Regions from separate parts of the Mus musculus genome. Here regions 2, 3, 4, 5, 6 and 7 are each linked to region 1. The links are chromatin contacts, called in public HiChIP or PLAC-seq and promoter capture Hi-C maps. All regions are on one chromosome and are shown on one strand. Each heading gives the region's core, a stretch centred on a gene start, on an enhancer-like site or on the middle of the called end of the contact. The rest is flanking DNA. Distances are from core to core; before and after follow the strand shown.

The links. Promoter capture Hi-C pulls out the DNA fragments that hold promoters and counts their contacts. HiChIP or PLAC-seq counts read pairs in DNA pulled down with a chosen protein or histone mark.
Region 2: a promoter capture Hi-C map of pre-B cells shows a contact between it and region 1. The contact joins the promoter of Usp28 here to the promoter of Ttc12 in region 1. A contact is called at or near these places in 21 of 39 promoter capture datasets (the 3T3-L1 cell line, 3T3-L1-derived adipocytes, the C10 cell line and 11 more), 4 of 15 datasets of contacts at CTCF or cohesin (the NIH/3T3 cell line, embryonic stem cells, pro-B cells and 1 more), 25 of 484 Hi-C or Micro-C datasets (the G1E-ER4 cell line, LSK cells, the MNK3 cell line and 12 more), 19 of 115 datasets of contacts at active chromatin or transcription factors (acute myeloid leukemia, astrocytes, bone marrow-derived macrophages and 9 more) and 2 of 9 other capture datasets (adipose tissue and liver).
Region 3: a contact with region 1 is called in an H3K27ac HiChIP or PLAC-seq map of embryonic stem cells, with 5 times the contacts expected there. The contact joins the enhancer-like site here to the promoter of Ttc12 in region 1. A contact is called at or near these places in 11 of 39 promoter capture datasets (the C10 cell line, HPC-7-derived erythroid cells, embryonic stem cells and 4 more), 4 of 15 datasets of contacts at CTCF or cohesin (embryonic stem cells and stem cell-derived epiblast-like cells), 14 of 484 Hi-C or Micro-C datasets (the G1E-ER4 cell line, the HL-1 cell line, differentiating embryonic stem cells and 2 more), 20 of 115 datasets of contacts at active chromatin or transcription factors (astrocytes, bone marrow-derived macrophages, embryonic forebrain and 8 more) and 1 of 9 other capture datasets (embryonic stem cells).
Region 4: an H3K27ac HiChIP or PLAC-seq map of embryonic stem cells shows a contact between it and region 1, with 5 times the contacts expected there. The contact joins the promoter of Zw10 here to the promoter of Ttc12 in region 1. A contact is called at or near these places in 20 of 39 promoter capture datasets (the 3T3-L1 cell line, 3T3-L1-derived adipocytes, the C10 cell line and 13 more), 5 of 15 datasets of contacts at CTCF or cohesin (the NIH/3T3 cell line, embryonic stem cells, pro-B cells and 1 more), 17 of 484 Hi-C or Micro-C datasets (LSK cells, adipose-derived mesenchymal stem cells, bone marrow-derived macrophages and 12 more), 36 of 115 datasets of contacts at active chromatin or transcription factors (DN3 thymocytes, the NIH/3T3 cell line, the SCID.adh cell line and 18 more) and 4 of 9 other capture datasets (adipose tissue, liver, macrophages and 1 more).
Region 5: a contact with region 1 is called in a promoter capture Hi-C map of embryonic stem cells, with 5 times the contacts expected there. The contact joins the enhancer-like site here to the promoter of Ttc12 in region 1. A contact is called at or near these places in 7 of 39 promoter capture datasets (HPC-7-derived erythroid cells, cranial neural crest, embryonic stem cells and 2 more).
Region 6: a contact with region 1 is called in a promoter capture Hi-C map of embryonic stem cells, with 9 times the contacts expected there. The contact joins the enhancer-like site here to the promoter of Ttc12 in region 1. A contact is called at or near these places in 8 of 39 promoter capture datasets (the C10 cell line, cranial neural crest, embryonic stem cells and 3 more), 1 of 15 datasets of contacts at CTCF or cohesin (embryonic stem cells), 3 of 484 Hi-C or Micro-C datasets (embryonic stem cells and nephron progenitors), 18 of 115 datasets of contacts at active chromatin or transcription factors (acute myeloid leukemia, bone marrow-derived macrophages, craniofacial prominence and 9 more) and 2 of 9 other capture datasets (adipose tissue and pancreatic islet).
Region 7: a contact with region 1 is called in an H3K27ac HiChIP or PLAC-seq map of embryonic stem cells, with 7 times the contacts expected there. The contact joins the enhancer-like site here to the promoter of Ttc12 in region 1. A contact is called at or near these places in 9 of 39 promoter capture datasets (3T3-L1-derived adipocytes, the C10 cell line, the HPC-7 cell line and 6 more), 1 of 15 datasets of contacts at CTCF or cohesin (embryonic stem cells), 1 of 484 Hi-C or Micro-C datasets (embryonic stem cells), 11 of 115 datasets of contacts at active chromatin or transcription factors (embryonic basal ganglia, embryonic limb bud, embryonic stem cells and 5 more) and 2 of 9 other capture datasets (embryonic stem cells and pancreatic islet).

The regions. Positions count from the first base shown.
Region 1 is chr9:49,484,739-49,488,034 of GRCm38.p6, forward strand. It overlaps Ttc12 (tetratricopeptide repeat domain 12), which reads right to left and starts at 1,487. Exons shown (of 22, transcript NM_172770.3): 1 at 1,408-1,487; 2 at 1-4.
Region 2 is chr9:48,983,573-48,986,889 of GRCm38.p6, forward strand. Usp28 (ubiquitin specific peptidase 28) reads left to right here and starts at 1,813. Exons shown (of 25, transcript NM_001359739.1): 1 at 1,813-1,965. The coding sequence starts at 1,909. It overlaps Gm51673 (a long non-coding RNA gene), which reads right to left and starts at 1,557. Exons shown (of 3, transcript XR_003948157.1): 1 at 1,256-1,557; 2 at 844-932.
Region 3 is chr9:49,199,225-49,202,361 of GRCm38.p6, forward strand. No RefSeq gene overlaps it. Among named protein-coding and RNA genes, the nearest start is that of Gm4894, 50 kb to the right of the region's middle. Within about 2 kb of position 1,832, at least 3 of the 459 cell types and tissues checked have an H3K27ac peak or open chromatin away from gene starts, as enhancers often do.
Region 4 is chr9:49,053,576-49,056,841 of GRCm38.p6, forward strand. Zw10 (zw10 kinetochore protein) reads left to right here and starts at 2,006. Exons shown (of 16, transcript NM_012039.2): 1 at 2,006-2,212. The coding sequence starts at 2,108.
Region 5 is chr9:49,961,331-49,964,629 of GRCm38.p6, forward strand. No RefSeq gene overlaps it. Among named protein-coding and RNA genes, the nearest start is that of Gm25633, 140 kb to the left of the region's middle. Within about 2 kb of position 1,336, at least 75 of the 459 cell types and tissues checked have an H3K27ac peak or open chromatin away from gene starts, as enhancers often do. A contact at or near this core is called in embryonic stem cells, where this site is marked.
Region 6 is chr9:49,108,818-49,112,211 of GRCm38.p6, forward strand. It overlaps Tmprss5 (transmembrane protease, serine 5 (spinesin)), which reads left to right. Exons shown (of 13, transcript NM_001359460.1): 5 at 185-320; 6 at 525-638; 7 at 2,651-2,694; 8 at 3,371-3,394. Among named protein-coding and RNA genes, the nearest start is that of Tmprss5, 7.8 kb to the left of the region's middle. Within about 2 kb of position 2,109, at least 30 of the 459 cell types and tissues checked have an H3K27ac peak or open chromatin away from gene starts, as enhancers often do. A contact at or near this core is called in embryonic stem cells and neural stem cells, where this site is marked.
Region 7 is chr9:49,022,734-49,026,038 of GRCm38.p6, forward strand. It overlaps Usp28 (ubiquitin specific peptidase 28), which reads left to right. Exons shown (of 25, transcript NM_001359739.1): 13 at 1,173-1,352; 14 at 3,035-3,255. Among named protein-coding and RNA genes, the nearest start is that of Cldn25-ps, 24 kb to the right of the region's middle. Within about 2 kb of position 1,453, at least 12 of the 459 cell types and tissues checked have an H3K27ac peak or open chromatin away from gene starts, as enhancers often do. A contact at or near this core is called in embryonic stem cells, where this site is marked.

The sequences.
Region 1 (3,296 bases), core at 237-2,736:
ATCTCTAAGGGAGGCAGTATAAATTATGAAATTAATAATATAAAACACTAAACAGAACCATCGGGCTTATTATCTGTCTAAGACTAAGTGTTTGTAAATGTCGTGAATAACAGCAGGGTGAGCCATTTCCCTCTGACTGCTGTTTAAGGCCAAGGGACAGTTATTATTTGTGGCCACACTTCCGGAGAGCTGCCAGCCCTGCCTCTGCTGGGGGGAAATGCTCTACAATAATTCCTCCAAAGCTAACCACCAACCACTGTGATTTAGGGACCTGATGGCAAAGGAAGCTGGGAGAGGAGCCGACTTATTGCCAGGGCTGGGGGACGAGTGTGGTCTTCCAACTTTGGCCATGACAGGTGTGCCTAGTCGGAAGCTTGGGCCAGGCAAAGCACAGGATAAGTAGGGAGAAGACTACCTTCATGAACATGTCCACACTCCATTAAAACCGTTGCCTCCGCCCTGTTTCTGAGGATGAAGAGGAGGTGCCACAGTGCACCAGCGTCTGCTTTTCAGTACTCTACCAAGTACATTAGCTTTATTACACTTGATTTTGAATGTGAAGACTACATGATAACCTCGGAGGTACCCAAAGGCGTATCCACACAACCTAAAGATCACCAGAAGGATAAACTTCCCCAGCCTTGGCCCACAGCGAGCCGCAGCTCGTTTGGGAGCGCCCCCTAGGTATGCATATTTTAAATACACTATACTGTGGTTCCAGCTTGCAGACAGGCGGCTTGGTAGTGCAGTCAGACAACTGCGAACTAAAACTTTGACATGCACAATTAGCCCGTGAGTCCCAGTTTCTCCGTCTACGTTATGGAAATCATAATGCGAACCCAGAGGACACCACGGGTCTGACTGTAGCACCCTGAACGTGGATGCGTGATTAGTCAGGCTTCTTTTATCTAGAAAACAGCCTTGGCATATGGCTCAAACAGCTAACACTCCCTAGGAATGAGATTCACATCGGGGGTGGGGGTGGGGGTGAGGTGGGGGGTGGAGGAGGGAATTAACTCGTGCAGAGCTACAGGCTGGCCTGAACCAGGCGCTTCATGGACGGAGAAAGCCAGTCTTTCTGGAACAGTACACCCAAGCCAGAAGGGTCAGCAGGAACGCAGAGCCAAGGCTCCCTGGAAAGGAGCAGAGCGGCGGTGGGGTGGAGGACCCACACCCGAGCCCCACCCTTCGGTACTACACAACTCCATGGAGGGAGGGCGGGGACAGCTGTACTGTTGCCAGGCAACCGCTCCCCAGCGTCCTGGCCCTGTGCTTCCAGGGTTGGTCTCAGCCTGCAGCTGGTACTGGATCAAACTCAGGGCCCGAGTCAGTGGCCTCTGTCAACTCTAAGCCCAGGCCAGGAACAGTTCCAAGATAGATTCCCCACGGCCACCCGGCTAGACTGACCTTTAGTGCCCAGGATCGGACGGGAAGTGGAAGCTGAGGACAGGCTGTGACTGGCTTTCGCTGGGGAGAGGCGGGGCCTTGGAGAGGGCGGGGCCTCTCGTGACCCAAAGAACGCGCTGCCCCGTTTGAAGCTGGGATGTCCCACCCAGAAGCAAGTTGGTGCCGGCTGGTCGCTAAAGCAACGTCAGTGAAAGCCCTTCCACTCTGGAGCCGCGAGGGTTCTCCCAGTTGGTTTCATATCTTTAGTCCCATAATGTAAAGGCTCCATCCAGCGTACTTCGGTGTGAGTCCAGGTTTGTTTTTAATGACCAATGTATGGCCTCCAAGGCAGTACCGTCTCTTTGATTCTCAATTTTTCTCGTAAATGAAATGGAAAAACGACACTTTTCCGACAAAGCTATGGTTAAGGGGGCTGGATCCTATCTAGCTACAGAAGTGAGTGATATACAAACAACAGTAGGATTTAGGGTAGAGAGAGCACATCACAGGGAATGGAAGAGTGGTGAGTCCTGAGCTCTAAAATGTGGGTAATGTAGATCAGTCAAAACCAGAATCTACAAAAAAGTGCCTGAGGCTAGCCAGTGGCCAGGCAAGAACCCAGGTAAGAAGAGGCGATGGGAGTTCCAGAACTACTGGCCGAAGAAGGGACAGACTCACTTGCACCCAGGACTGCCTTGGATAGTGATGCTCAGTAGCCACAGACTGGCTGGCTGGTGCGTCTTCAGAAGCTCTTTCTGTCTGACGGCTTCCATTCCTGTTGCTATGGAGTGCAGCTCTGCCCTCCCCAGTCCCATAAGCCCATGTGTTATAGGACTAGTTCCCATTCCTTAGGACCAGAGGTTTGCCTTTGTTTTGTCTTTTTGTTTCTAGCACGTGGACTTAGATGAGCAAATGTGCCTACAGAAACTGTCAAGTATGCTATTCCGGATGGAGAAAGGATAAGAGAGTTGACAGTTTGCATCAGGCTTCCAAGGGCCATCTGTCCTGAAGAGTAAGATTACAGTGGTACAGTCACAAGCCACTTTGCGGGGACAAATCTTACACTTGATAGATTACTAGGGTTTTGTTTTGTTTCACTTTGCTTCTTTAGCTGGTCTGTGTGTGTGTGTGTGTGTGTGTGTGTGTGTGTGTGTGTGTATGTGTGTGTGTGTTTTGGATGCTATACCTTTCTGTGGCCCTGCATAGCCCAAAATTCACTTTGTGGCCCAGGGTGTCCTCGAGCTCAAGGTGATCCTATTGTCTCGGGTGCTGGGATGGCAGGTGTGTGCCACCAAACTTACCTCGGATTGGTCAGAAGTCCTAAGTGACCCCAGAAAGTCAGTCACCTGGCAGCAAAGAGTCTCATGCTCTTTTGTCCAGGCCTATGTAGATTTTACTTTTGTGCCCTGGTAACTTGATATGGCCAGTGTGGTATACAGATAAGCAACTGTGAACAAGAACCTTCAATAACCCGAGTGTGACTCATTGACTATGCCCCCCCACCCACCCAGCAGTTAGCCAATGGAGGCCTGTGTGAGCATTCACAGAACCCAGTCTACCTTTGATTCATAGAAGAGTAAGCAGTAGACCCGGCTGATAAGGGGGTCAACATTTTGGGTGGCTTTGTTGCCTCGGCATAACATGCTCAGCCACTCTGACCACGTGTTCTTCACTTGATGCTATGCCAAAAATCTAAGGGTGCTGTGGGCGAATCTATGCGGATCAGGATGACTGTTGTTAGATTTTAAGGGTCAATGTCTGTGTGTCCTCCCTCCAGCACAGTGGTTTACGTGTGCAGAGACTTTCAAAAGCATTAGTGAGCTGTATTTCAAGGATGAGTTTACTTTACGGAGCTTAAATCCCTTGCGCGAGACTCCAGTTTTGTGGTTTATGCCTTCAATAAAAAAACG
Region 2 (3,317 bases), core at 563-3,062, 500 kb before region 1:
TAACTTAATCAGTCTCTCTATAATTTTCTATTACTTTTTAAAACTTTATGTATAGGAGTGCTCTATCTGCATGTACAACTGAATACCAGAAGAGGGTAATAGACGGTAGATGGTTGTGAGCCACCATGTGGTTGCTGGGAATTCAACTCAGGACTCTTGTGAGTGCCCGACTCGCCAGCAAAGCAGATACCACAACAGGATCCTTCTGCACACGTTTATTGGGAGAGCTTGATTGCAGAGGCAAAAAGACCCCCACACCCAGAACTGTTGCTGCTTATATAGGCCTAGGAGAGGCGTGTCTCACACCCAGATTGGTTATGCTTTCCACCTCATTTGCATGTTCCTCATCTGATTGGCTATTCTCTCTCAGTACCTCACTGAGCCTCATTATCATACCTCATTTGCATGCCCCCCATCTGATTGGTTATTCTCTCAGTATCTCATGGAGCCTCATTATCATGCCCGGGCGAGGCAGTGACTTGGTGAAAAACTTTACTGCATATGTACACATTGGTTGTTTACCCAAACTTATGCGTGGTGGCCAGCGCCACCCTGCAACGGCACATGTGGCTTCCCACACACAGGACCTCTGGAAGAGCAGCCAGTGCTTTTTAATGCTCTTAACTACTGAGGCATCTCTCCAGGGCCCTCCCATTCTAATTTTATCAAGTCTAATGGTTCTGTCTTCAGAGAATCCTGACAAGGATGGACCTGATAGACACAGGTCCCAAATTTATTCCACATAGGAGACTAAGGCAGAAGTATAGAAAGTTCAAAGCCAGCCTGGGGAACTTAATGAGATCATCTCAAAGTGTTAAGTTTAACATGGCAGTAAAGACTTACCATCATTTGACCAGGTGGAGGCAGAGGACCAAGAATTTAAGGCCAACCACGGCTACACAGTCTGAGGCAAGTCCAATCCACGTGACATCCTGTTTCAAAAAAAACCCAAACCAATATCACCAACAATAAGAACCCTCTTCCCAAACATTAAAAGGGGTGGTAGGTGGCTTAGTGCATGAGCTAGAGTCAACACAGCTTATTACACACATGGCCTGAAAACGGGAATTTGGAACATGGGGCAACTGTTCAGGATTAAGACACGATGCTGAGCTCTGTGAAGGTCCTGGCCATTCAGTTGTCTTTATACAAACCACTCGAGTCAGTCTACGTTTCTCTTCGCGTCCCCAGATTAGGAAATGGCTAAGAGGTCTGGTGGGAAAATCTGTCAGCAGAAGGAACCCAGCAGCCTTACCAAGCTTATGGGGAGCTGGGGGCAGGCTGGACGCAGATGCAAGGCTCAGCAAGCGCGGGATGGAGTAAAAAAGGAGTCTTGGAAACCCAGAGGCCTCACCGCCCACTTCCTGGGCACCTAAGGCGGAAATAGCAACAGCTGGCGAGGCGACGCTGACCCCTTAGTTTGTGCCCGGCTGCGGTCACGTGGGCCAGAGCACGCGAAGACGCCCCGCCTCCGGCTCACGCAAACCAGGGGCGGGCGCGTGGGTGACGCCTCTGGCGCACGCTGCGGGCGTGAGCAGAGTGTATGGGCGGGGCCACCGGGGCTCTAAATTGGCGTGGGCGGAGCCTTGGGAGAGGGAACCTCGGCTGTGTGGGTGGGGCATGTAGGCGGGGTCTCCGGCGCAAGCCGCAAGATGGGTGGGAGTCGGCTGGCGGGGGTGGGGCATCCAGCGAACGCCGTGGGAGGAGCCTCTGCCGCGTGCTGTGGGTGGGGAGTGTTGGGAGCGGGCTGGCGTGGGCGGGGCTTCCATCGCGCGCCGCGGGCGGGGGCGGGACGTGTGGGCGGTGCCTCCCGGTGCTCCCGGGCTTCGGGGGCGGTGGTGGTGGCGGTGGCGACCGCGGCGAAGACGACAACGAGAGTGGGGCTACACGCGGAGGGACACCACGGCCATGACTGCGGAGCTGCAGCAGGACGACTCGGCGGGGGCGGCGGACGGCCATGGCTCGGTGAGCGGCGGGTGAGGGTAGCGGGGCCCGGGTTCCGGCTGAGAGGGGCGCGGCGGGCCAAGCGGGCGAGGGCCGACAGAGGCCGGGGCCTGCGGGCTAGGGCGAGAGCAACCCGGTCTTCCCGGGACTTTGCGAGGCTGGGTCCGCGAGCCTGTGTGAGGTTGCCTGGGTGTATAAGCCAGCTAAGGTTCCGAGCGGGATTGTGGGACCCGGTGCTAGGGACCCTAACGGGAGGGGTTGCACGTGAGATCGTAGGCAGCGAGGTCACCCCGAAGTGTGCACCGGGCCCGACCCAGCAGCTAAAAACTTCCCAAAAGCACGGCCACGGTGCCTTGTTCTGACTCTCAAATCAGTTTTATGGCAGTGGCTTCTCTGAGGCTAACGCAGACTTAAGTTATCTCACTTAAAGCCGGCGTTTATCAACAAAGTGCAAAAAAGACCCGGAGCCCCACTCCTCCCTTTTCCCGCCCCGCTTTTCATTCAGTTCTTTTTTTCCCTCGGAAACAAATCAGCTTCCCGAATTATCTCATTGATCACTGTAGGTTTTGAAGGAGGGGAGAGAAAAGCACAATGAATAGAAGGCACTTTACTATGTTCCTAGTAATATAAAAAGGTTGAAAAATATTACAAGGCTCTTAGGGCTTAGATGGTGGGCCTTTAGTAACACTGATTTGGAAAAAAAATCAAAAGGCTCATAATGTCTTTTAAAGAAACTTGGGAAGTGGGCAATTTGAGACTGTCATCCAGTTTTACTTTGGAATGTTATAACGTAACACAACATCCTCGTCCCTCAAGAACTGCACTTTTTAAATGACAAAATGGAAAACCTATACCAAGGATTCAAATACCGAGTTTGCAGTCGAGAAAATTTATAAAATATTTAGAATAAAAATTTGAGATACTGCTAAGAAAAACTCTATAATTAAATTCTATAATTAATGTCTTCTATAGTTAAATTTTAATAATTTGAGGTGCTGAGGATCAAGCCTAGGGCCTATCGCATGAGATAATCAAGCACTACACCCCCAGACTACAAGTTTAAAACATAGCAGGCTCTTTAAAATTCATGTAGAAAAAGATATCTCTAAGTCTTGGCCTGTAAAATGAAAGTAGGTGGATTTTTTTTTTTTTTTTTTTTTGGCGATCAGATAAAAATTGTTTATTACTCAACAGTGTCTTTTGGACATTGGGTCTGTATTTTTCTCTGTTTTCCTCCCCACAAGTCTACTTGTGTTGGGGACAGTGACTTATAAACAGGTGGTGAGATTTGGTTTTGAGACAGTCATATTGATACTATTTTGAGGGAGAGCAAGTCATATTTAAATTTGTTCTGGGCCCGTCATTTAAGACCA
Region 3 (3,137 bases), core at 582-3,081, 290 kb before region 1:
TATGTATGTATCTTCTAGAAGGGTCCCTTTAAAGTTATAGGGGCCTGGAGATATGGCTCAGTGATTAAAAGGACTTGATTTCCAACACTCTTGTCAGTCGGTTTACAACTGTCCCTAAATCCAGCACCGGAGCATCCAGGTTCTTTTTCTCTCCTCCATGGGCACCTGCATTGATGTGTACACACGACCTCCTCCTCCTCCTCCTCCTCTTCCTTCTCTCTCTCTCCCTCTCTCTCTCTTCCTCTCTCCCTCTTCCTCTCCCCCTCTCCTTCTCCCTCTCCTTCTCCCTCACCCCCCCTCTCACACACACACACACTCACACACTCTTATACATAATTTAAAATGCATTTTAAAATACCGTGCGAAGCTTTGGGTTATAACTCAGTAGCAGACTGTTTATGTAGCATGAGAAAGAACCTAGGTTTGAGCCTCAGCACCACAGGTGGAAGAAGGTCAGGTTCAGTGACTCTCATGACTAACACTGTCAACTTGACAGGATCTAGAATCACCCAAGAGGAAAAACATCTGGGCATGTCTGTGAGAGGGTTTCTAGAGTGGGTTAATTGAGGTGGCAAGACCTACCCTGAGTGTGGGTACCACCGTCCCATGGACTCCCCAGCCCCCATCTCTCTCTGCCTCCTGACTGAGGACACAGTGTGACCAGTTACCTCAGACTCTTGCCACCACACCATGGTGCCCTCAGTGAGTCAGAATAATCTTTTCTTTCAAGTTTTTTTCCTCACAGCAACACTGAGAACAACAAACCCAGTGATTTTTTTAAAAAAGGTCTTCAACTCTTAGACTCCCGACCTACTGATGGAAGTGTCTAAATTCCTCCTCCTGAACCCGTGCAGGGTTGAGGTTGCAGGAGCCAATCAAATGCAGAGGAAGTGATGCCCAAGCTGGGGCTGTAGAGGGTCAGGCAGCTTCTCCCTGGTGTCATGAGACATTTGAGATACATACCCTTGGGGTGCTTTCTCTGGGGACAGTCTCTTTGGAACCTGACTAACACACCATGGGAAGCTAAAGACACCACATTATAGGCATGAGGTCTCAGCTGAGCCAGCCTTCAAGTCATATCAGCCCCATGAAAGGGAATAACACCGTATCAGTCCAAAATGATCTGCAACTGGCTATCTTGGGCTTTTCACATCAAACTTCTTATCACTTCCAGCAAGGTGTGCGCTGCTAGGGGCAGGCACACACTGGTTTGTGGGGCTGATTGCCAAGCTTGGACTGGAGAGCTGGGTCAATCATGAAAGGGAAGGATCTTCCATATAATTCAACCTCTGGACATGTATGCCCCTCCCCACCCCATCCTGCTTCTGGAATTTCTCAGATAAGGTCTTAGACATCAGAAAGCAGAGACGCACCGTCCCTATTGTACTTCACACTGAGCGCTGGCCCATGAACTTGGCGAGCATGATGAAATAATATTTATCATGTGGCAGTTAGTTTGGAATGGTTCGCTTTATAGCAGATGACCAGTACACCATATCAGTCCAAAAGAATCTGCAATTGGCTATCTTGGGCTTTTCACATTAAACTTCTTATCAGACTTCCAGCAAGGTGTGGGCTGCTAGGGGCAGGCGCACACTGGCTTGTAGGCTGATTGCCAAGCCTGGCTGGGCCACTTTAGCTTTCCTTCTTGCCAATCACTTGGCTAAAAGGGAAGGTAAATTGGGCTTTAATCACTGCTTACCCTCCTCCTTCCCTTCTCCGGGTCTCAGGGCAGTTATCCCCTAGGGTCTGATCAATACTTGCCTCCGAGCCAGCTCTTAGGGGCTATTAGGGCATCATTTACAAAATGACTATTGACCACAGGAGAAGAAAATTGCAAGTGACAAATGACCACTTGACACCTCAGCCCTCTCTGAGTCCTGGCAAGGCTGCTGGACCTCCTGTGTGTCTGTTTTGTCTGAGTCTGGGGAAGAGCTGGTACACACCAGTGGGGGATTAAGTGGGGGCAGGGCGGGAGGAAGGGAAATGTCAAAGGTGTGATTGTGTGTGTGTGTGTGTGTGCACACACACACACGTTTGAGAAGCAAAGTGTGGAGAGACCTTGTAAGTACTGGATTATTCTGTCTCTGGGTCCTGCAAAACAATGTCCAATGTCTGGGTCCCAGACAAAGCTGTGAAGTACGGACAGAATCAGCTTGCTCGGGGCTGCGTTTTATTTATTAGTTTGCTTGTTTGAGACAGTGTCTTGCAGGACAGCCTGATGACCTGAAACTTGTTTTGCAGACCACGTTGGCCTCAACCTTGTGACAATCTCTTGTCACTGCATCTCAAGCCCTGAAATTATAGGCTAGTGAGTTGTCTTAAAGGACCTCAGAGCTGATGGCGTGACTTATTCTGGGATACCCAGAAAGGGCCCAGAAAGTACCTCCTCTAGCAGGTTTGTCAGATGACGCCGAACAGTGCGTGCTCAGTGTAATCACAGGGAATGAATAAAAGAAAACCCGGACTTAACTGGGGCAAGGCTAGAACCGATTAGGTCGCCAATTTAGAGTACAGAAGCGTAATGCATTTATCCATTTTTGTTTTTTGTACAAATGATGGCACGTGATAGTGCTGTTCTGACCTCCTCCCATTTTGTACAGTATAATTTGTAGTGTAAACTTTCCTACATTGGCACATTGAGGTTTTTAAGAATTTTCTAATAGGTACATGTAAAACTTCATCTGATGGATGTACTATAGCTCGTTTAATGAGATGCCTACCAATGAATATTTAATAAGTGATAGAAATCACCTGGGAGTCTTGCTGAAGCGCAGACTCTGACTCATTTGGTCTGGTTCTGGCTCTGAGACTCTGCATTAAAAAGTTATCACGTTCTCTGTGTGTTTTTAAGTATGTGGGTATTCGTGTGTGTAAGCATACACACAGAGAGCACAGGTCAGCCTTGAGTGTCTTTCCTCAGGAACAGCATCCAACGTATTATTATTTATTTTTGTTTTTATTTATGTGTGTGTTGGTATATGTATATATGAGAGAGCAATTGCCCAGAGGCCAGAGAATGGCATTGGATCTCTTAGTACTGTATTACAGGCAGTTGTGAGCCACCATGTGGGTCCTTGGAATTAAACTCTGGTCCTCTGAATGAGCAGCAGTGCCCTTAACATTGAGCAGTTTCT
Region 4 (3,266 bases), core at 756-3,255, 430 kb before region 1:
AGGATGCGAAGAAACAGCATAAGCCATTAAAGTCCACCCAGAGGACACCACACACACACACACACACACACACACACACACACACACACACACATCACACACCACACATACCCTAAACACACACTTTAGTTTTTGAGACAAGGTCTTTGTAGCCCTGCAGGCTTGGCACTCACTAGTAGACCAGGTTCACCTCAAACTCAGATATTCGCCTGTCTTTGCCTCCTCAGTGCTGAAAGCTTGAATCCAAAGTTGTGTGTGACCATGTATGGCCTGCACCTCTATTTTATTTTCTTAGAAAAAAAGGATCATACTATACTGTGTGAATATCTCCAAGTATGCAATACATACCAATAATGAGACGATTTTATTATTTTTAGTAATTCTTTTATATGTATGTGTCTCAGTGTATATATGTGCATCATATATGTACAGGAACCCTCAGAGGTCGAATGAAGACATTGGATTCCCTCGAATTGAAATTACAGGTGTTTTTGAGCTGCCTCACATAGGACTGGAACCCGGGTCCTCCACAAGGCTAGTTCTCTTAACTACTAAGTGATCTCTCAGTTGAAGAATGTTAAAGGTCAAGCTCTCAGTGCAAGAATTTTCCCTGCCATCAACGATAAAAAAGGACAAAGGGTAAATTAGCAAGAGAAAAGATGACATTTGTATAATAAACATCTTGTTTATTGGTTTTATTGCCTGCTCCAGGAAGGATGCTGGAGACAGATAACATCTGTTCTAAATCCCTACTGATTGAATTACCTGTATCTGCACCCTTGTCTCTGTTAATTTTATACTTTATGGTATTGCTGCACTAATGGCATTCCATTTGGCTATGTAAAACACTTGCTTGCTCTGCTGGTCAAGTAACAAAAAGTGTATAAAGGGGACAAGGATGCTCTTACAGCACGCATCCCTCTCCTACAAAGAGTGTCACGTTGGTAATAATGCCCAGTGGCTGTCTTTCAGGTCAGCCTGTTTTGCAAAGTGAACGAGTGATCTCATCTTCGCGGAACACTCTTTTGACCTTCAACAATGAAATAGTTCTAAAAAGCTATGGCTAGCTGGACATAGTGGAATAAGTGTATAATTCCTGTATACAGGAGGCTGAGGCAGGAAGATAGCTATGAATTTGATGCCTTCCAGGGCTACAGAAACCACGTCTCAAAACAGAGCCAAAAAAATCACTGAAAACTTTAAAATTAAACAACGATAAAAAGCCTTTGGTGAAATTTATTTGTAATCTCTGATAGGAAGTGATAAGAATCTTGTTCTAGGGGATTGCCCGGTGGCTAGAAGCACTCGTTGCCCTTACTCAGGACCAGGACTCAATTCCCAGCATCCACATGGTGGCTCATGTCATCTGTAAGTCCAGTTTCAGGGACTGGACTTACTTGCCTGCTTCTGACTTCCATGGACACAGCCAAAACATTCATACGTATCTTAGAAAGAAGGTTTTATAAAAGAATGTCTGTAGCACTTACAGGACCGTTACACTAAGTATAAATTTGTACCATATCCATGTATCAATATACTTAATATGAGGCACTATTAACAAACACTATTAGAAAGGTGCAATTGTGGGGATCCTTTCACTTATGTCACTCTCTCGCACAATTCCAGAGGGCAAAATTCGGGTAGACTTAGCTGCTGAGCCCAATGAATGAATAACAAAAAAGATCGAGATGATTCTGTAAGTATCGAGCTAGATAATCTCACAGGAAAACCTGAGATTACTGAGTATAGGGAGGGCCATAAAGGATTATTACCTGAAACATTCCGCAGTTTCTAGCGAAACCAACCCAACCCTACCCAAAATACAAGAAGAAAAAAACCGGCGGGAACAGACTGGCGTTTGAAAACCTGTAGGGAGCAGATGACGCCTGCGCACTTTGGTGCCTTCTAGACGCCACTGAAACAGCGGACGCCTGACGGCGCGAGGCCTCCTGGGAACTGTAGTGTGACCCTCTCCTGTGCGCGAGCGCCGGACCCCGTAGAACTCAGTTTCCCGGCAGGCCCTGCGGTGAGGCCGCTGGCGGGACCGGAGCTGCGGCGCTGGCAGCGGGGTTGACCTATCCTGTTTGTGTGGGTACGCTTCGTGGCGATGGCCTCTTTCGTGACAGAAGTCTTGGCCCACTCGGGGAGCCTGGAGAAGGAGGATCTGGGCACCAGGATCAGCCGCCTGACCCGGCGGGTGGAGGAGATCAAGGTGAGGGCGGGCCACAGGCTGCTGCCGCTGGGGAGAGCCGGGTGCGGAGCCTCCTGAGTTGGAGGCTCAGAAGTGTTGGGGGGCTGTTTGGAGCACGGCCGCAGAGCGGTTGGAGACCAGGGCCTGGGATTGTGAGGAGGAAAGGCCGTGGCTGTTTAGTGGTGGGGAGTGGGGCCAAGTTGGGCAAAAGTGAGCCGCTGATGGAGAAGACTGAAGAAACCTGCGGAGCCGGAGGTGGGACTGGAAGCCCGGATGTCCACTTAGGACAGGACAGCCGCCCTATCTGTCATCTCTACCCACTCCTTCATTTATGGATGGATGTAATAATTCTAGGAAAGTCGCGTCGTTCTCCTCGGATTTTCTTTTAACTGGTTGAATATGTTTATAAAAGTATTACTTCACGCACGGAACTTGAGGCATGCTGAGGGCTGATGAGCTGGTACCGGCATGAATATGCAACTCACAGCCATAGTTTTACTTCGTATTAGTGCTACCTGGCAAGCCAGGTCTTCAGTGGCTTTCTTTGAAAATGACGTGTACCTCACTAAGTCTGGACTTGGTAGGCGCTACCTAACAACTTTCTTCTTCTTCTTTTTTTCTTTCTTTCTTTTCTTTTCTTTTTTTTTTCCTAGACAGGGTTTCTCCGTGTAATAGCCCTCGTTGTCCTGGATTCAAGCTTTGTAGAACTGGCTGGTGTCGAACTCACAGAAATTCGCCTGCCTCTGCCTCCCGAGTGCTGAAATGGAAGGTCTCCACCATCCCACCCGCTCCTAACAATTTTTGATGTTAGAGTTCTTAATTTTATGTATTCATGCCACTGGCATTTCTGTAGTGTGGCTTACGGTTTTTTGTTTTTTAATGATCTAGGATGAGGACATTGCACTAGTATTTGTTTCATACATAAGTTTGAATCTTCAGTCAACTGAGAACTACTTTCTGTGCCTCAAGCAGGCATAGTCCTTGCACCTCCAGCTTTTTACCACTTTAAATGTATTTCTACACACACACACACACACACACATACACACACACACACCTCTTCCATCTCAGTTGT
Region 5 (3,299 bases), core at 86-2,585, 480 kb after region 1:
TGCTTATGGCATCATAGAAAAGGCACGGCCACCCTCAGCCAAAGTCTGGGCAGAGAATAACTCACCAACAGTGTGACTGGGACCAAAACAAAACAATGACCAGGCAGTCAGAACCATTCAGCTGTTAGCAGAGAGGGAAAAAAAAATGTCAGTGGAAGAGAAAATGGCCTTACAACAGACACCGGAGGTCAGGTCCAGAACTCAGGTCATGCCATGAGGCTGTCAGTCCACACTCTGGTGGGGGAAGAGACATCTGAGCTTTCTCAGGTCATCCGCCTTTGGAAGTGCTCAGAATGGGTTCTGGCGTTGACTGGTGGCTGGCCGTCCTTCTCCCCCTGCTTTTCCAGGGTATGTAGGAATGCTTTTGTCTGTCCTCCAAGGGCATGGATGCTTCTGCTTCTTACTACCTGCTGCTGCCTCCCCCAGTTCTCTTCTGTACCTTTGCCTTTGCTGGATGGGTACCCTGTATCATTGAGTAAGAGTAAGCCAGTTCACAGCCTGACACTCCACTCATCCCTATGGCTTCTCTTGGTTTTGTTTCTCTGGGTTTGGCAGACCAGTTCAAGGGTGGAGACTATTTCCCACACTGTGAATGCTTTCTGGCCAGCCTTTAGGATTTGAGGGACCAGAGAATGAAGAGTTTCACCCTCAATTCCCATCTAGAATCTTTACCTCAACCTCCATAACCAGGAAGAAGTAGATGGTTCCACCCTTGAATCAGCCTAACCAACCCCCACATCACCAAATACTTTTGCAGGTTCCCAGCCCCCAGAGGTCAACCATTAATCACCCCAGAGAAGCCTGTTGCAGGGTTTGTAATGGAAATGACTCCGTCGCCATGGCAACTCTGGCTGGCCAGGGCAGGAGCTTCTCTTGGCTGCCTGGTCTTTCTGGGTCTTAGGTTTATTTACAAGCTGTGAGTTGCCTTCTGGTAAGAATGAAGAGAAGTTCTATCATGTGAGGCCTGTGTGGAAAAGGCAGAGGGTAACCATGTAAGCCTAAACTAGACATTCAAACCTGAGTCACTTGTTCGGTGAAAGAAGAGAGTTTTCACCATATCACCACCCAACTCCTTCTCAGTCTATCAAAAATGTCACAGACTAGCAAAACTGTGCATTTGGACTCTGAAGTGACTGGACGTAGTTTCAGGCTTTCCCTGCCGCTTATCACTGTGTGATTTGGGGTCAATTACTAAAACACTCATCTTCAGATTCCATCTCTCCACCCAGGATAGCAGCACCCATTCACTGAGCAACATTCAGAATTAACTACAGCAATTCTATAGTGAGAGAGAGAGGCAAGCCTTCTCTGCAAGGGGCCAGGCAGTAAATCTCCACAGGCCATATGGACTCAATTGCAGCTGCTCAGCTCTGCCCTTGTAGCCTGAAAGCAAAGTGCGGCGGAGCCCCATGGCAACTCGGATTGCTGGCTCGTCGGTGGCCTTTGTTGGATTGCCAGGAACGAACACGCATGAGTTCTAGAAAGGTACTATGTGCATAGATGATGTACATAAATGGCCACCACAGGACAGCAAGGACACATAGAGACACAGCAACCAAGGGATGAGAGGCCAGGGCTGGTCACAGTCTTGGCTCTGACAGGCTCCGTGGCCACCACTTATGTCTCCAGAGAAGCTGGCATGTACAAAGGGCCATATGGCACACTGAGCTGGGAGTTAGTTGTCCTCTTCATCTGGGGCCCCTCCCAAGAGGCTTGCTGGATAAGAGAGGAGGGTATGTGAACACATAATCCACTCCGAATAGTCAGGATTACACCAACCTGGCCACTGAGACTCTCTGAGACTCTCCAAGCTACAAATGCTACAGATTTTGTAGTGTGCTGTGTCCACTGGTTCCAAAGAGCCTATCAGTAGAGATGGGCCAAACCTATCCTGCCCTACTAGCTCCCAACAGCCTCTTTTAAAGACATGAGATGCTGTTTTTGGAGCCAGGAGGCTAGGGACTTAAGGTCACCTCTCTGTCCTTTTAGAATAATTGTCCCAGGGCAATTACCTGATTTGAGTTAGCCCTCCTCTCTGAGGCTGAGGTTAATTGGCCTCATGTCTGAGCTGAGCAGCTGTTGTCACGGAAATGCCTCTGGAGGAAGAATGTCCTGTTGATCTGAAGGAGTCTGGGCCTTTTCTAGGCCATGATCACAAATGTGACTACAAGAAAATGCTTTTTCCAGGAGCTCGTGCCTCACTTTGTCTCTCTTTAAAATGGGTCTATCCCTTTTACATCCTCAGCCTTCATAAATGTGTTTGGAGAAGGAGAAGGCAGCCTTGTGGCATCTATGAGGACAGATGTCTTTATTTGGATGACACCATGCTTGTATCCCACAATCTCAGAATGCCTGGCATCTTTCCCTATCACCCCACTCATTCCCTGAGGGAGTACTTGTCACTGACAGCTTCTTTGCTGGGGAGGAAGGCTTCAGTCAGGCCCGAGCACCACCACATACGTGTGGATGGAATTAATGGTTCATGGAAGCTTCAGAGGCAACTTCTGCTCTAGGCTGCTTAACAAACCTTGAGAGTTGTCACAGAAGACAGGCGTGGCCCTGAGTTAAAGATGAGAAAAATGTCCATTATGTGACAGTATTCAACCTCATGCCTACTTCCTCCCATTTCTGGGCTCATCTCTCTCATCCTTGTGTCCCACAAGCATCCCCTTTAAAAACCTCTGGCTTCTTTGTATTGTATCACTCTCTGAGTCTCAAGAAAATTTGTTTTGGAGGAGCAATGAGAAAGCAATTATCAAGCAATGAGAGAGAGGACTTTTATTCTGAAAAGGTGTTCTTTATTCCGAGTGCTGAATCTCCTGTCTTTATTTATCACTGTATTGGTCAGGTTTCTATAGTGGAGCAGACTTATGTAGAATGAAGATAGATAAAAAGGCTTTATTGGAGTGGCTTATAGACTGTGGTCCTGCCAGTCCAATAATGGCTGTCTACCAACACAAACTCCAAAAATCCAGTAGCTCTTCAGTGCATAGAACTGGCTGTCTCAGCATCTGCCAGTATCTCGAAGAAATAGGCTCTAATGCCAATGAAGGAACGGACTGGCCAATGAAAGCAAGCAGGCAAAGAAAGCAAGCTTCCTTCTTCCATGTCCTTTATACAGGCTGCCAGCAAGGGTGGCCCAGTTAAAGGGGGGGGGGTCTTCCCACCTCAAAAGATCCAGATTAAAGATGGGCCTTTCCATTCCAAAAGATCCAGAGTAAAAGTGGATCTTCAAACTTCAATGATTTAGTTATGAAAAAAACTCCTTATAGGTGTGTCCAGCCTCTTTGGGGGTTTTT
Region 6 (3,394 bases), core at 859-3,358, 380 kb before region 1:
CTTGCCTCAGAGCACCTTTTAAAGTGCACGGTCAAAACACGGGACTGAAATATCTACAACAAGGTAGGTTTTGTTTTCAGAACTGACCAGACACCCAGGGGAGCAGGGAAGCAGACCTGGGGTGACCCACGTGTCCAGCTCCTCTGGACTGGGCGGCAGGAGGGTTTTCACATGAGGGTTTTAGTATCTTTCAGAATAAATGGAGAGGATCTTCTGCTTCAAGTACAAGTAAGAGCTCGGCCAGACTGGCTCCTGGTCTGCCACGAGGGCTGGAGCCCCGCCCTGGGCATGCACATCTGCAAGAGTCTTGGGCATATCAGGTAACAACCAGACTTGCAGGGCTGGATGGCATGTGGGGGGGGGGGGCTGGAGTTGGGACTATGCCTTCAGAAATCGCCTTCATGCTCTGGCCCATTCACAGTGCTGTCGCGTCTGTCTCACGCACAGTGTGGTTCTGACCTCCTGACCTCACTCATGCCTTAGTTGGAAGCCGACTTCCTCCTGTTTTCTCTTCTTCTGCCCAGGCTTACTCAACACAAGGCCGTGAATCTGTCTGACATCAAGCTCAACAGATCCCAGGAGTTTGCTCAACTCTCTGCTAGACCGGGAGGCCTTGTAGAGGAGTCATGGAAACCCAGGTAGGGCTTCTGTGGGTTAGGTGAGTGGTGGGCAGGCTAGAAAGATCTTCCTGCAGGGGAGCCTGATGGTGAGGGTGTGGGCAGAGAAGAACATTTCCCAGTCAGAGGCAACAAACCTGGGTCACATGCCCTGTTATATGGTATTTATCTCACACGAGAAATGCAAGGCTTGGCATGTAACTCTGAGGCTGTAGAGTGCTTGCCTAGCATATAAAGCCCTGGGTTCAATCCTTAACTGAATAAACTGTGAGGTGTTGTTGCTTAAATTCTAAGCAGGAGGTAGAGGCAGGAGCGTCAGCAAGCTCATCACAATAGAGTTTGAGGTTAGCCTGGGATTCAGGAAACTATCTCAAAACAAATAAACAAACAAACAAGCAAGCAAGGAAGCAAACACACACACACACACACACACACACACACACACAGAGCCTAAAACCAAAGCCAAAACCACCCTCCTCCCAAGATTGTTAGTTCCTGGGACAGGATTCAGAATGGTCCCCTTCCACCCCCTCTGTTGGCTTTATGTTGCTTTGACCAAATACGTCGTGAAAGGCAGTGTAAGGGAAGAAAAGCTTCTTTGCTTCACAATTGTAGATGGTTCAGCCAGTGATTGCTTGGCTCCCTGTGCTAGGTCAGAGCATCATGGCGACAGGAAAGGGTACAGGAGGAGGCTGCTTATGTGGACAGAAGAGGGAGGGTTCTGGGCTTAGGATAAGCTATAATTCTCAAGGACACGCCTCCAGTGACCCGCTTCCTCTAGGTAGGCTCTACTGCTTAAAATCGCCAGAACGTCTAAAAACAGTGCCACGGGCTGAGGGCCAGGCACCCTGCCGGTGAACTTTTGGTGGGTCATTTTGTATTCAAACCATAGTTCACTTTTAAAGGTAGGGAAACTGAGGCTCAGCGAGGTTAAACAGCCTTATCCAAGGCAGTATGACCAATAAACAGCCAATCTGGGGCCAGGCTCACGATACCAGGTCAGGGGACCCATGTGGCTATGCTTGACTTGCATAATTCTTCTGTCTCAGCAGAAAAGCAAATGAGAGCATCCCAAAGAAAGAGTCTCAGAATGGACCACACCTCTCACTATACCCCAGGCAGCACAAGCTGGGAGGTCTTTGTCCGGCTTAGGCTCCTTCAAACTGCCTGAAGCCTCGAGGGTGTGGGCAGGCAGAAGCCTCAGCTCCACTCTTAGAAATGCACTGGAGGCAGAGTGACGGACCCCAGCTGTCCCTTTTTCTTTGTGGAATTCCCAAGTCCTCCAGGAGGGCAGAAGGGCTACAGGGTTAGGAAAGCAGAAGCCAGGGAGTGAGTTGTCGGAGGGAGGGAAGAGATGGGAAGGGCAAGGCAAGAATGTAAGATCAAAAAAGGCAGTTGGGTTTTATGCTAAGGGGCAGGAAGGAACACAAGAAGAAAAGAATGTCTATGCAGGCCCTGGATAAAGGGCCTGGGACAGAGAAGAGGCCCGGCCTGGAGGAGGCCTGGGTGGAGGGCTCTTTTCATTCACAACACCATGGCCATTCATGAGCACCTATTTACTCAGAGCAATGGAAACAGCTGGACTTTCTCATCTGTCAGTTCTCTGTGGTAAATATGGATCCTATCCAAGCAGATCTTCCAGGACTGTGAAGGCTTTCTGTTTCCCTCTGGATGCTGGGGTGGAATGGGCAGGCTGCTGTCCTGGGATGGACCCGGTTGTTTGTGAAGGGTGGGAGAAAACAGTAAAAATGGTGGCATCTTAAGGTTGGGACTACAGGATGGCTTTAAGAACCACAGAGCTAGGACGATTGTGGTGGTAAAGGCCTGTAACCCTAGCACTTGGGAAGCCGTGGCAAGGTCAGACCATTCTTGGCTAGAGAGTGAGTTTGGGGCCAGCTTGGGCCCCATGATATACTGTCTTAAGAAGGCAAAGTAAAACTGTGAGGGACCCCCTGACCACTCCCCATACCCTTGGGTATACGTGGCCTTTATGTGGCACCACCCAGCATCTTAGGAACACCCCTATTTTGCAGCGCTAACTGTCCTTCTGGCCGAATTGTTTCTCTCAAATGTTCTGGTGAGTCACATCCTGTGATCAGGAAGTTGGTGGTGAGAGGGAGGGAATCTTTCAGTTCTCCCGAGTGCGGAATTGCTGTATGGAGGGGCTCACTCAGGTTCCTGTGTGTGTGCATATGAGTTGGGTTGGGGGTGCCCTTGCCTTTCTGTTGGGCTCCTTTGCAGATACAACCTGCTTAAATAGAGTCCTTTGCTGTCTCCATCATGTGTCCCATCAGCCCCTGTGCTGGGCCGATGGTCTCTCTACTTCACTTCTGCCACTCTCTGCCCCTTCCTTCTGAAGAAGGATGCCTCTAAGTGGCATTATTACTGGTTGCAAAGATGCAAACTCTTAGTGGCTTCAAGAGACTAAGGGGTGGGCAGTACATTAGAGCCAAGTGATAAACATTGCACAGGGTTCCTTCACTCACTTTCCCATACACCTGCCTATTCATCAGTCTGTTCTCAAACCCAACATGCCTGGGCACTTTGATTTGTACAGTGGGATGGGCATTAGAGCTCCATCGACCCCATAGACATGGTCCCTGCTCTCCGCAGGTGCACAGGCGAAAGTAACCAATATAGTTATCTTCCTGTCCCCCTATTTATATTAAGAATAATAGAGATGAGCTGTCTACCCCAGCCCTCCCTCTGCACTCGGCACTTTTTCTTTCTATCCCAGCCTTTTCTGTTTGCAGAGTGTGGGGCAAGGCCTCTGGCTT
Region 7 (3,305 bases), core at 203-2,702, 460 kb before region 1:
CTTCCAAAGGTCCTGAGTTCAAATCCCAGCAACCTCATGGTGGCTCACAACCATCCATAATGAGATCTGACGTCCTCTCTTCTGGTGCATCTGAAGACAGCTACAATGTACTTAGATATAATTAATAAATAAATAAATAAATAAATAAATAAATAAATAAATATTTCTTTTAAAAAGAAAAAGAAAAAAGAAAGATTGCTGGCTTTCTTTGGCTCTGACCTTTACTAATGTCTAATTTCTTTTCTTTCTGATATGAGATCTGCCGTCCTCTCTTCTGGTGCATCTGAAGACAGCTACAGCGTACTTAGATATAATAAATAAATAAATAAATAATAAATAAATAAATAAATAAATAAATATTTCTTTTAAAAAGAAAAAGAAAAAAGAAAGATTGCTGCTTTCTTTGGCTCTGACTTTTACTAATGTCTAATTTCTTTCTGGTTTGGTGGTGGTGGTTTTGGTTTTGGGGGGCTTTTTTTGTTTGTTTGTTTGGTATGGTTTTGGGTTTTGGAGACAGCTTTGGCTGTCCTGGAAGCTCCATAGACTGGCTTTGAACTCACAGAAATCAGAGTCCCTCTGCTTCCCAAGTGCTGATCAAAGGTTACCACCACCTTGCTTTTCTTAAAGCCTGATATTTATTTCTGGATTTCTCTCATTCTTGGTTATGAGGCAGTTGGTTTAGGAAGGACAAAGAAAATGTCATGAGAACTAATGACCAGATCGTTTTTTTCAGTTAGTTTGGAACATTGTCCTTTAAGGAAGAACTCAGGTTTGTGAGCAGCGCCTGGCTGTGGTATGTAAGACAGGAGAGCAGAACTGAGCTGTCTGAAACAGTCCTGTTCTCTGTGTGATGCATCAGACTGCTGGCAGCTTTCATGGCTAAAGCACTTTTTTAGTTTTTAACCCTATAGATTGAATAACCAATTAAATGGCATATGCCTTTAGGAATAATATGGGATTTTGTTGTTATATTGAGGTAGGCTGTCACTAGCTTGCCCCATACTTTGTAACCCAGACAGGCCTCAAACTTTTTGTGGCCTTCTACTTCAGCCTCCTGAGCTACTAGGATTATATAGCTAGGTATTAGCAGCTCTGCATGGTAAGTCTTTATCAGCAGTTATTGCAATGCATAGTAGACTTGGGCAGTGTGTTCCAGTGTCTTTGCTTCTTAGGTATGTGAAGTACGGCTCGGGCCCATCTCGGTTCCCACTTCCCGACATGTTGAAATACGTTATTGAATTTGCCAGTACAAAACCTGCCTCTGAAAGCTGTCTGTCTGGAAGTGCTGAGCATGTGACATTACCACTTCCCTCGGTGCACTGCCCGATTTCTGACCTCACACCCAAGGAAAGGTAACAAGCAGATTTCTTAAATGGTTTGTATTGTTTCCCCATTCTTATTTGACTCCCTTCCTATCCTCCCACCTGCTGTGAGCCTCTCTGATCCCTCAGAGTGGGGTTTGTCACCTGGCCCTGCCCTGAGTCCTTGCAGTACGCTTGCTCCAGGGGCTTCTGTCTGCTGTGTGCAGTGTCCAGCAGGCAGCTTGTTCTGTACTTCATCTGCCTTGAAGGAGGCTAAATTAACAGCAAGGAAAACCGTATGGGCAGAGTTACACAAGGAGGAACTGGCCAGAATTCTGAGGCCAAGCCTGCAGGAGCTAGGCTCTTGAACACACAGGGAGGCCACGTTGAGGAATCCTCTGACTCTACCTATTTAACCGGCAGTCTTTATAGCTAGACGGTGCCTGCAGGTTCAGCTTGGGTCACGCTCCATGATATGTGTGTCTTTAGCTAATAAAATTGCTAGGGCACATTTGTCCCTCACGGAGAAAAAAAGCTTATGTTAAAAACCTGTTGTTAGATGGACTGTGGTGGTACACACCTTTAATCTCACCAGCTGGGAGGCAGAGGCAGGCTGAGTCTGAGGCCTACAGGACAAGTTCCAGAGTAGTCAGAGCTACCCAGAGAAACCTTGTCTTCAAAACAAAACAAAACCCCAGAGGCTATAAAGATGATGGCTCAGCCATTAAGTGTGCAAATTACCTTGCCTAGGGCTGTTGTTCAGTTTCCAGCATCCACAACAGGAAGCTTTTCTGGTGCTATTAGAGATAAATTTGCATTTATTTCTCCTTTCTTCTTGCTTATTATGCCAGGCTTATTTGGTATAGGGTAATTCCAATGTCTCGTGCTAGGTAAGTAAGTGCTATGCCATGTGAGCAGCATAGTACTTTTCTGTTTTGTTTTTTGGGTTTTTTTCCCCATTGTTTTGAGACAGGATCTTACTTACCCTGGACTTGAGTAGCAGTTCTCAACCTGTGGGTTCCAACCCCTTTTTGGGAAGTTGAGTAACCCTTTCATGGGGGTGGCTTGAGGCCATCAGAGAACACATATTTACATTATGGTTCTTGAGTAGCAAAACTATAGTTATGAAGTAGCAATAAAAGCGATTTTATGGTTGGGGGGTCAACACAACATGAGGGACTGTGTGGTTAAAAGGGTTGCAGCATTAGGAAGGTTGAGAGCCACTGAGTGTGAGGCTTTCCTGCCTCCTGTCATTTCTTGGGTACCAGGATTATAGGCACTAACCATTAAGCCAGCTAAGCTTGCTAAATGCTAAGCTAGTAGTTCATCAGATGAGGGTAGTACTAATGTTAGCTTCATAACCAGACTGTCTTAAATGAGATGATTATTACAAGAAAAAGTTAGCTTTTATTATATTTGTAGATTTTAGCTAAGGCCTCACTGTGTATGCGTAGCTTATGTTGGCCTACAATTGAGGTCTTTCTGCCTCAGCCTCACAGTTGTATCTTAACTGTACCTTTTCATAAAGCAGCCGGTTTTCTGAAGTATATTAGTTTGGGTCAAGTTGAACTATTTTTTGGAGGTAGGCCCTTAGCTATACCAGGATGGTCTCAAAGTCACAACAGTCCTGTGTTAGCCTCCCAAGGGATGAGATTACTGGTTTCTGCTACCACGCCCACCCCAACTTGCATTTTAGATATTACAAAATGAGTGCCTTCTTTTGTCTTCTCTAGTTCAAGTCCAGAAAGCTGCTCTCAGAATGCTGGAAGTACCTTTTCCTCTCCAGAAGATGCTCTTCCCAGCTCTGAGGGGATGAATGGGCCATTTACCTCTCCTCACTCGTCTCTGGAAACGCCTGCACCCCCAGCTCCTCGGACAGTCACAGATGAAGAAATGAACTTCGTTAAGACCTGTCTTCAGAGGTGGCGGAGTGAAATTGAACAGGATATACAAGGTGGGTGCTCTGAAAACTTGTTAGCTACTCTCTGTTTTTCCTGGCTATTT